3 separate regions of the Mus musculus genome follow, and all the other regions are linked to region 1. A link is a contact called in public promoter capture Hi-C data. All regions are on one chromosome and are shown on one strand. The core of a region is the stretch at or near the end of the contact, and the rest is flanking DNA. Distances in the headings are between cores, read along the strand shown. Region 1 holds the start of Aktip (thymoma viral proto-oncogene 1 interacting protein). Region 2 holds the start of Cnot1 (CCR4-NOT transcription complex, subunit 1). Region 3 holds the start of Gins3 (GINS complex subunit 3 (Psf3 homolog)).

Evidence for each region. Promoter capture Hi-C pulls out the DNA fragments that hold promoters and counts their contacts.
Region 2: a promoter capture Hi-C map of pre-B cells shows a contact between it and region 1. The contact joins the promoter of Cnot1 here to the promoter of Aktip in region 1.
Region 3: a contact with region 1 is called in a promoter capture Hi-C map of pre-B cells. The contact joins the promoter of Gins3 here to the promoter of Aktip in region 1.

Annotation. Positions count from the first base shown.
Region 1 is chr8:91,132,618-91,135,679 of GRCm38.p6, reverse strand. Aktip (thymoma viral proto-oncogene 1 interacting protein) reads left to right here and starts at 1,653. Exons shown (of 10, transcript NM_001302266.1): 1 at 1,653-1,780.
Region 2 is chr8:95,805,944-95,809,005 of GRCm38.p6, reverse strand. Cnot1 (CCR4-NOT transcription complex, subunit 1) reads left to right here and starts at 1,561. Exons shown (of 49, transcript NM_001372353.1): 1 at 1,561-1,673. 4930513N10Rik (RIKEN cDNA 4930513N10 gene) reads right to left here and starts at 2,176. Exons shown (of 4, transcript NR_015574.3): 1 at 1-2,176.
Region 3 is chr8:95,632,013-95,635,074 of GRCm38.p6, reverse strand. It overlaps Gins3 (GINS complex subunit 3 (Psf3 homolog)), which reads right to left and starts at 1,516. Exons shown (of 3, transcript NM_030198.3): 1 at 1,292-1,516. The coding sequence starts at 1,477.

The DNA.
Region 1 (3,062 bases), core at 404-2,903:
CACGCAAGAACTAGGTGGGAGCGGGCTACACGCCGCCATGGGAGAGGGCCTCCAACTTCGGTGCTAGAGACCTTTGTGACACCGGTTCCCTGGTTCTCAAGCCCCTGACAGATCTGTGGAGGGGCTGACTAGAGGCAAGCTCCCCTGACGCCCTGCCTCTTGAATGACAAAAAAGGAAAGGAAGCGACTGCTGTTAGGTATGGTGAAGGACAAAGTTTATGGCAGATAAAAGGGGGTGCAGAGACAGAGGCAGAGACATCTGGGAGAGTGAACATCCCCAGACTGAGCTGCGCCACCTGAGGAGATGTGGAAACAGAGAGCTAGAAGGGGAGCTGCCAACCAAGAGAGGCAGCTTGGTCTAAGAGACTGGCTAAGAGAGTAAGGGGTAAACTGAAAGGAGCAGGTAACCAAAATGGCTGAGTTACATGGGGAAGGGCTTCTAGGGAGAAAGGCAGCATGTTTCCCGGGCGGGGAAAAATTAGAGTAGGGGCCAGACATATCTTGTAACAAGTAGGGACTAAGGGATGCAGGCCACAGTAGAAACAGAGACTGTAGGCTGCAAGTCTGGCCATTTAAGATTTACACAGCCAAATATTGCCAGATTTCTTCCTTCCTTCCTTCCTTCCTTCCTTCCTTCCTTCCTTCCTTCCTTCCTTCCTTCTTTTTTTTTTTTTTTGGGGGGGGGGGTTCAAGACAGGGTTTTTCTGTGTAGCCCTGGCTGTCCTGGAACTCTGTAGACCAGGCTGGCCTAGAACTCGGAAATCTGCCTACCACTGCCTACCAAGTGCTGGGATTAAAGGCGTGCGCGCCACCACTGCCCGGCGCCAGAATTATTTCTTAAGTACATCAGTGTTGTTCGATAATAGTCGTTACAGAGGGTCATCTTGGCCACTGGGCAGAATTATGCTTTTCTCCAGAGAAACGGGGCTTTATGTCAGGCCAGAACTTCAGGATGCTTGTATCCGTTAGAGACACGTTCTTTGATACGCTAATGTGTTTAATGGCTGGTTGTAAATCAGGGTTGTCTTTTTTTTGGTTATGGGAATGGAACCTAATGCACATCAATCCCCGGGAAGAAACATTTACAGAATTCTTTCTAACAAGCCTGATAACTTTGGATTTATTGTAAAGGTAGCACTACCTCAGCTAAATTCTACTCTGTGTCACTTATTGTCTCCTAAGCAAGTTGATTAATAAATCCCATCACTCCCACCAGGGAGCTGCAGACCTCCCTCTCCAGCCAGTGGCTCAGAGTCCAGGCCTGGATACCGGCTGACGCTTGGCGGAGCCAAGAGCTAGCAGCAATCACTGCCGGAGACTGGCTATAGTGGCTGCCGCATAAACCTCTGGGTGGGTATCCATGGTGACTGACACACGCCACGTCCAATGGCGGCCTGGTGCCTGTTTGTTTCTCGTCCCAGCCTCCCCAGGGATTGAAGCTTCTTTGACTGACAGCTCGTCCCTGGGCGCTGTTACGTAAGGGGGAGGTACGAGCGCGGCCCCACCCGAGCGGCGCTAACTTGATTGGCAGGACGGAGCTCCAAGCCCCAACACCTCCCGGAAGTACGTTTTTGATGGACGGCGAGAGAGAGCCATTCGGCATGGGTATCCGAGCGGAAGCGCCCAGTCTAGGGCGTGTCCAGGGCGTGTCCCGCTGAGGGCAGGGCGGGGCGGGGCTCTGCGGGAGAGGAGCGGCAGGGGCCGGGCTGCAGGACAGCCGGAGATGCTGTTGGCCCGCGGTGGCGCTCGGCCCCCAGCGCTCCGCACCGAGGGCATCCAGGTAAGCGTCTCACCTCTGGGCTGGTGGCTACCGAGTCGTCAGGACAGAGGGTTTGTGTCCGCGGCCCGGCGTTCGGTTCCCTGGGGTGCGCTAGGGACCGGGGCGACGGCGGCCGCGCGGGGACACGGGGGCGGGGCCGCACCTGTGCGCTGCAGGCACCTGCTGCACCCGAGGAAGAGGGCGGCAGGGTTGGTGGCGCTCTGCTCCGCTTGGTCTGCCCCTCCTGCGCTGGGTCCCGTCTGTCTGGCGAGGGGCTGACATGAAGCCCCAGGCTCTCGGCCTCGGCTGCAGACTAGCGGGCCCAGCCAGCCTCCAACTCGCTTCCAGGCTAGGGCCGGGCACCAGCCTTACATCACCTCGGGACAGGTTTGTCCAGATTCTCTACGTGCTCCGAAATGGGATTGTGCCCCGGGCCAGGGTGCCCGGCCCAGCTAGCTGCCCAGCCAGCCGGGCTGTCGGAGGCCCGGGCTGTTTACTTTTCCTCGGTCCTGTCTGGTGGCCTCTTAATGTGGAATTTCGTAAACCCTTTTTGGGGTGATAACATTAGTTAGCTCTGTGTCACAGAAGAACGATGGTAGCTAGGTCTCATTGGCCCTCTGCGGTATACTCACTGTCGCATAGGTGAAGATGCAGACTTCGCTCAGCTGTGTAAATGCATGCAATCATTTTTTTTTTTTAAGAGTCAGAGGAGCAGGAAGTCTGGTGGTATTTTCTGCGAATAAGGATGGAACCTGTTTTCCTTACATCTGTCATTACTATTGGACGATGTCATGCTATGCTTATGGTAGATTGCTCATCTAGCAAACTGTAGTTTCTGAAAAGTTGGCTACGGTTCCTTGTGCTTATGTTGCTATTGGAACCACTGAGTTAAAAATATGGCTGCGCTGGACGGTACATGGTACCTTTTGGAGGAACTGAGGGCCATGTACTGAATTTTTAAAGGCAGAAGACATGAAAGGTGCCCAGTGCCAGTACATTTACAAATAGGAAATGCCACGCCTCTCAAGAGGTGAAGAAAAACCTTGAGAAAACATGTGTGTCTAGGCAGTGGGTTACTAGTCCTTAAGGAAAATATATAGTTTTCATTTGAGCCAAACAGGAACATAACCCTCCTTGAATTTTTGATGCACTATGGTGTCAGCCACCTTTAAAAGCAGGTTTGCAAAGCCCTACCTGGCTGCAAGTCAGCAAGTTAGTGGGAGAAGTGGGATCCCTGTCCTCTGGTTTAATTACTGGGTGACACTGTCTCCTGGAAAGCACGGCAGCAGTTATAGGCACTGGC
Region 2 (3,062 bases), core at 312-2,811, 4.7 Mb before region 1:
CCCATATTGCTAAATTGCACAAATAAAACATTGATAAAAAAAGTTCAAGATGGGGGCTGGAGAGGAGCTGTTTTTGCAGAGGTGCAGGGGTGGGTTTCCAGCACTCATAGAGCAGCTTACAACTTTACTGCTGAGACTCTCATCTCAGTCCCGGGGCATCCAATGCCTTCCTGGGTACCAGGTCCACACTCTCTAGGTGAACATATATATAGGCAAGCACTCAGACACTTTTTTTTTTTCATCTAGGGGTTGGAAAGATGGCACAGAGATTACAAGAGCTGGCTGCTTTTCCAGAGGACCCACCCAGTGGCTCACAACCGTTCACTTCCAGAGGGACGGGCATCCTCTTCTGACCTCTGAGGACATTGTACATGCATGGTGCATAGATTTACATGCAAGCAAACGCCTGTACACGTAAAATAAGTAATAAAAGTCTTTAACACATCTCTTTAAAGTTCAAATAGTACTGGTATGAGAGGTTACGTCTATTATCATCTCAGTATTTTGGAAGATTGCAAGGAGCTCAAGGTCAATTTATGCTTCTTAGTATGTTTCAGGCCAGCCTGGACTACAGTTGGGTTAACTGAAAGAGACCTTGTTTCAAAACTCAAACAAAAAGTCTAAAAGATAGGAGGACACAGTGGATAACGTAGCCTTTTATCCAAGAAGCAAAAGGCATTGGCATCCTTGAGAATAGCCAAGAGCAGGAGGAGAACTTCTGTTTCTATATCTCTGCAAAGCGTCCCTGCTTCAAAAGACAAATGGAAAACAAACTTTAAAAGAGCCAGGATTAGGTGGGCATCTGGGAGACTACATTCTCCAGCATGCATTGCTGCTCTAGGGCGCAGACAGTGATGGAAGAGACCACGTTACTTTTGCGACAGGAATAGGCGGGGCGTGCGACTACATAACCCAGGATGCAAAGGACCTCAACTTTGCCCCGCGTCTGACGCCTTCTGATGACTGGTGCTCCTTGCTAAAGAGATCCGAGGGGTGGACAATGCTTCCGCTGGGAACCCGCACAGCCTCTCGGACCGTGACATTTCGAAAGACGAAGGAAAGTAGACGAGCATCACCCTGTCTCTAAGTTAGAGTAGTTTGTGCGCAGGGTGGCAATGCATTAACGAGCTCCCTTCCGTATTTTTTTGTTTCCCGGAGGCAATGACCAGCCAGTCCCCATAGGTCGAACACCTCGAAGGCTTATGTCTTCGAGTCCCAAATCGAAGTTCCCAACGTCTAACCATTGGCTTACACCCGGGTGCGCAGGCGCCCAGACTCGGACCCAGTCCCAGGGCTGATGAGCGGCAATTGGCCTGAGCCCCGCAAACTAGGAGTCTGGATTGGTGGTTGCTAGCAGGAGCCTGGTTTCTTCCTCGACTTCTGCGAGTGATTAGTGTGTGATTGGTTTAAATCCGCGGGTACCCATCGGCGATTGGACCGCCGTTGCGGTCAGCGCGCGGCCATTGGCTGGGCGCTAGGGCCATCCCTCCGCCAAAGCGGGCAGCGAATGGTGAAATGGGAACTGGGAGGGGAAAGGCCGCGACGTGAGCGCGCGACCTCGGGCGCCATTTTGTCGAGAAAACAAGCGGAGTTAACCGAAGAGGGGGGTCGAGGAGAGCCGGAGTCGAGGACCCAGGAGTTTCCTGTGTCCAGCGCTGCGGGAGCCGACTGAGGTGAGGCGGGCTGGGGCTGCGGTTGGAGGTGGCGGAGGCTGGGAGTGTCAAGCTCGGGACGCGGGTCCGGGTGGGAGCGGTACCGGGGGTGGGGTGGACTGGGGACCCTGGAAGCCTTTTCCCGGGGCGTCGGGACTCGGGCAGGCGAGCCGGAGACGTGGAGCCAAGGCGGGAGGGGACGGACTCGGCCCGCTCGCGGCGGCTTTGCTCTCTTGGAGAAGGGAGACCGGGGGCTCACGTTCCTGGATTCGGAGCGCCCGGGCGCGGGTGAGCAGCTCCGGAGCGGCTCGGCCTGGAGGCCTTGCCTGGAGGCTTCGAGGATGGCGGCGGCGGAGGTGGCAGTTCGGATCCCAGGGCCTCGGCTCGCCGCGCGCGCAGGGCTGCAGCCTCCTCGGAGCGCACGAGCTCCTCAACTGTCCCTTTCCTCCCGGGCTCCCGGATGGGGGGCTATGGGCGCGGGCGCCCGCGGCCTACCTAGGTTCCTCGCTGGGCGGGCGGGCCAGGGGGCGGGTTTGGAGTTGCTGCCGATTCGTAGCGCTTTCCGGGGACTCCCTCCCCTCCTGCGCCCCCCAGCACGTTGTCAAGCCCCTCGCTTTTGGCTGCTTGGCGGTGGGAGGGGCGGGCGGGCGGGAGTGAGCACTTCCGTGTTACCCTTCTCGCTACAGGTTTTTTGTTCCACTCGCGCGCCCCGGCGCTCGCACTTTCTAACAAGTCGATAGCCCCCCAACTTAAGTCACCTAGGTCCCTGTGCGGTTGGTAGTGTTGGTTCTGCCTGTCCCAACGCCCCCAACCCTCCAACCGGCAACTACCGGCAGATGCCCACCAGTGAGCAGAATGCTTGTGGGTCTTGATTTGGTGCAGATCTTGGAGAGATCTTAGGTTAAGCCTAAGGCTAATAAGCAAACACATTTGGCCATGCCACCAGGTCCGGGAGGGAGCTCACCCACCTGTGCTCACAGACATTACTTGCAGGAGGAGTGCTTTGTAGGTTTTGAAAAGAAGTGCTTTTCAAAGTGTTGTATGGAAAATTAAGCTTCATGAGAGGTAAACGTTCCCCAGAAGTCACCTCGACAAATATTACAGTCCCACCTTCCGTGGACATTTAATCCAGGCAGGCCTTGTATCAGTGAGCTCTAGCCCCAGATGTCGAGTTTCTTTGGGGCCTATATACTTCTTTTTCCTCTCTATTCAAAACCGAGTAACAGTACTTGAGTTTTCCGGTTTTGTTGCAGTTCGGTCCCTTGTGATTACAATGGAGAGGGGGGGGAACCCAACAACAATCAGCCAATAATTGAGTGGGTGTACTGCTTATTAGAGAAAATACCAGCATTTCCCTCCTGACCTCTCTTTGGAAAAGTAGTATACATGTGTGAAAATGGTGGAGGTAGA
Region 3 (3,062 bases), core at 267-2,766, 4.5 Mb before region 1:
CAAAGTGAGTTCCAGGACAGCCAGGACTATACAGAGAAACCCTGTCTCGAAAAACCAAAAAAAGAAAAAAGAAAGAAAAAGAAAAGGAAAAAAGAAAAAGAAAAAAAGACCCAAACTCGGCAGGATATCTTGTTCAGTAGAGTGTAAGAGCTCAACTAAATCCTAGCCATACAGTGGTGACACACACCTTTAATCCCAGCATCAGGGAGGCAGAGGCAAAAGGATTGCTGAGTCTGAGGCCAGCTTGGTATACAGAGCCAGTTTATGTCAGCCAAGGCTACACAGAGAAACTCTGTCTCAAAAACATTAAAAAAACAAAAACAAAAGACTCCTAAATCTTTCTCTATGACAATGGGGAGCCAATAAGTTGACATTTGGGGTAGAACTCTGTGGTAGCATGCTTGCCTGGCATGTGAAACGCTCCAGGATTCACCCCCAGTCCTGGAATATTCTTCAAAAACATGGCGGTCGACTCTGAAGAGTCGACTTACAAAGGACTGTGAGGTTGAGAAGCAGCCCAGGGAGCAAAAATGAGCCTTTCTGTTGTTGAAAAAGTAAAAATGTGGTGTTTTACTTTGAGAAAAAGTACCTAGAAATAGACAGAGACAAAATTGATACCCTTCCAAACAAAACTTAAAGGACCTAACGGGAAATGAAAGTAACCATTGCAAGTTACGCTCTTGGGACAAACTCGTACTTGAAGCCATAGAGTCCAAGGTTCGAATCCCAGTTCACCATTTACTGGAGGACCCTGGCTTTGTTAACCCAGCTTTTGTTAGGTTTATGGGAGGGCAAAAGGCTTAATACGGGAAGCTGCAGTTGCCATTTTTCAGTGCGACACTGAAAATTGTTATGAGCAACCTTTTACCGAGGACTGCCTTGGTTAAGCCAGCACGGACTTACTGTGGAACCCTGGCTGAGGTACTCACTCTTTGTAGAATTGCCTAAGCGAGAAGATGACAATTTATCCCCCCATCACAGACTCCCATCCCCTGATGGACAGTCGGTCCTCGGAAACAGGCTGCAGACACTGTCATAATTGTGCCGAGTGCGCATGACAATCTGCAGTTCCCAGACTTCGAAACTTCAAATAAGTTTTATGGAAACCATGAATAGAACCAAGAGACCCTGAGATGATGGGCTGGAGCCAAAGCCAATGACTTTGGAAAGTTTGAAGACTAAGATCGGTGGCGGGAGAGTCCTCCGAGTGCTGTGCAGCTTCCCGGGACCCCCGAGGACTCCCACCGCCTCCAGATCTTGGAAACCTCTGCCCCGGCCGGGCTCGCCTCACCTGAGGGAGCGGATGGTCCGGCTCGGAGCCCGCGCCCCGCTCCAGGAAGAAGGCTCCCAGGCGCGGCATGGGCGTCTCGACCCGCACCGGCAGCTTCTCCTGCGACATCAGGATGTCGTCCAAAGACAGGAAGTTCTCCTCCGGCCCCAGAGCGCCCGACTCCACTGGGAAATACGCCTCGGACATGGCAGCTCGCAGCACAGTCAGGGATGAGGAGGGCGCGCCACCTCAGCGAACTAGGGCCGGCTTCAAACTCGCTTTCCCGCGCCGCACTCGCCAGACCCGAGCAGTCGATTTCGGCGAGCCTGCGGCCGCTCAGGCAAAAGCAATCAATAAGGTCACAGATTGGGTCCAGTGTCCCCGCCCAATGCGGAAGCCCTGGATGAGTCGGCCGGAAGTCCTCCTGCAGCTTGTAGACTAGGCTGGGGAAGGTATATGAAGCTTGAACATCATTGAAGGGACAGCATGTGTCTGTACTAACGGAACTGTGTTCATGCAGCCTTTAAATACACACATAGAATTTAAAAACATCTTTGGGGATTCAAGTAATATCATTTTACACTATGTATTCCAGCCCTCATTAATCCCGCTTTTATTGCATTTTCACTGGTAGGTTAATTATTGTCTTTGAAAACAACAGAAGAAACTAAAACGCAAGCACTAGTCCAAATGTTTAACTGTGTGCTAAGTTACAAATTATTTGTAGTATTTTGGCCGGGTGTAGGTTCAGGTGGGGTGGGAGTCTAGATGGAGTGGTAGATTTATATATGGCTGGAAGATCTGAAGTTCAGGGCCTTGCTCTACTGTCAACTGGCAAAGTCCTCGTGTGGTGATCAGTTTGGGTTCCTGAAAGAGGAAACTAGACCAGTTTCCTAGTCTTTTCACAGCCACTCTGCAAGCGGGAGCTCCTATATCAAATGCGATCACAGGTAGAGTACCTGAGAACAAAGGAAAGACCACGGTTGCTTGGTTGCTTGGTCCTAGATTTGGCGGTACATACATGAATACAGGTTGAGGCAGATTGTTGCGAGATTTGCTACCGAATTTACCTACTGTAGGAGGGCATTCCTGAGGTAGTGGTTTGTGAGCAACACAGGAAAGGGGGCGAGCATGCCTTTCATCTTTTGTATTCCTTTTTAGTTTTGAATGAAATAATTTGTTAATGTATTTACATAATTCACTACATTTAAGCAATAGCCTTCTAAATATGGACTAGAACTTTACATATGCTAAGCAATAGTCACTTGCTTTTTCTTGCCAAAAACACTTGTATCACATGAATGCTTGAAGTATTTACACCACTTTCTTTACTTTTTATTCCTCTTCTTTTAACAACCATTGCTCTAGTCAGTTTAAGACATTTTATTCCAGACAGCTACTTTAAAAAGTTGCAATAATGTCAAGCATGCTGGCACATGCCTAGAATCCCTGGACTGGGGAAGCCAAGGCAACAGGATCTCAGGGTCGAAACAAGACCAGGTTATAGGGCAAGGCCTTATCTCTAAAACAATTATGACTAATGTGCTTGTTGACAAGAGCGGGTCAGAAGCAGACCCAGGGTGTGAGCTAGGCATGTCCTGTAACTACTGGCAATTTTCTGCATGTACCCAGTTCTTATATACTGCTGCTACCCAATTCACAATGGTTCGACTCACAATCTTTTACTTTACAGTGTTAACAAAAGCTTATTCATATAACCATGCTGTAATTCTCAATACAGTGTTCAATAAATACCACGAGATGTTTCATGTTTTGTTATAAATTAGGCCTT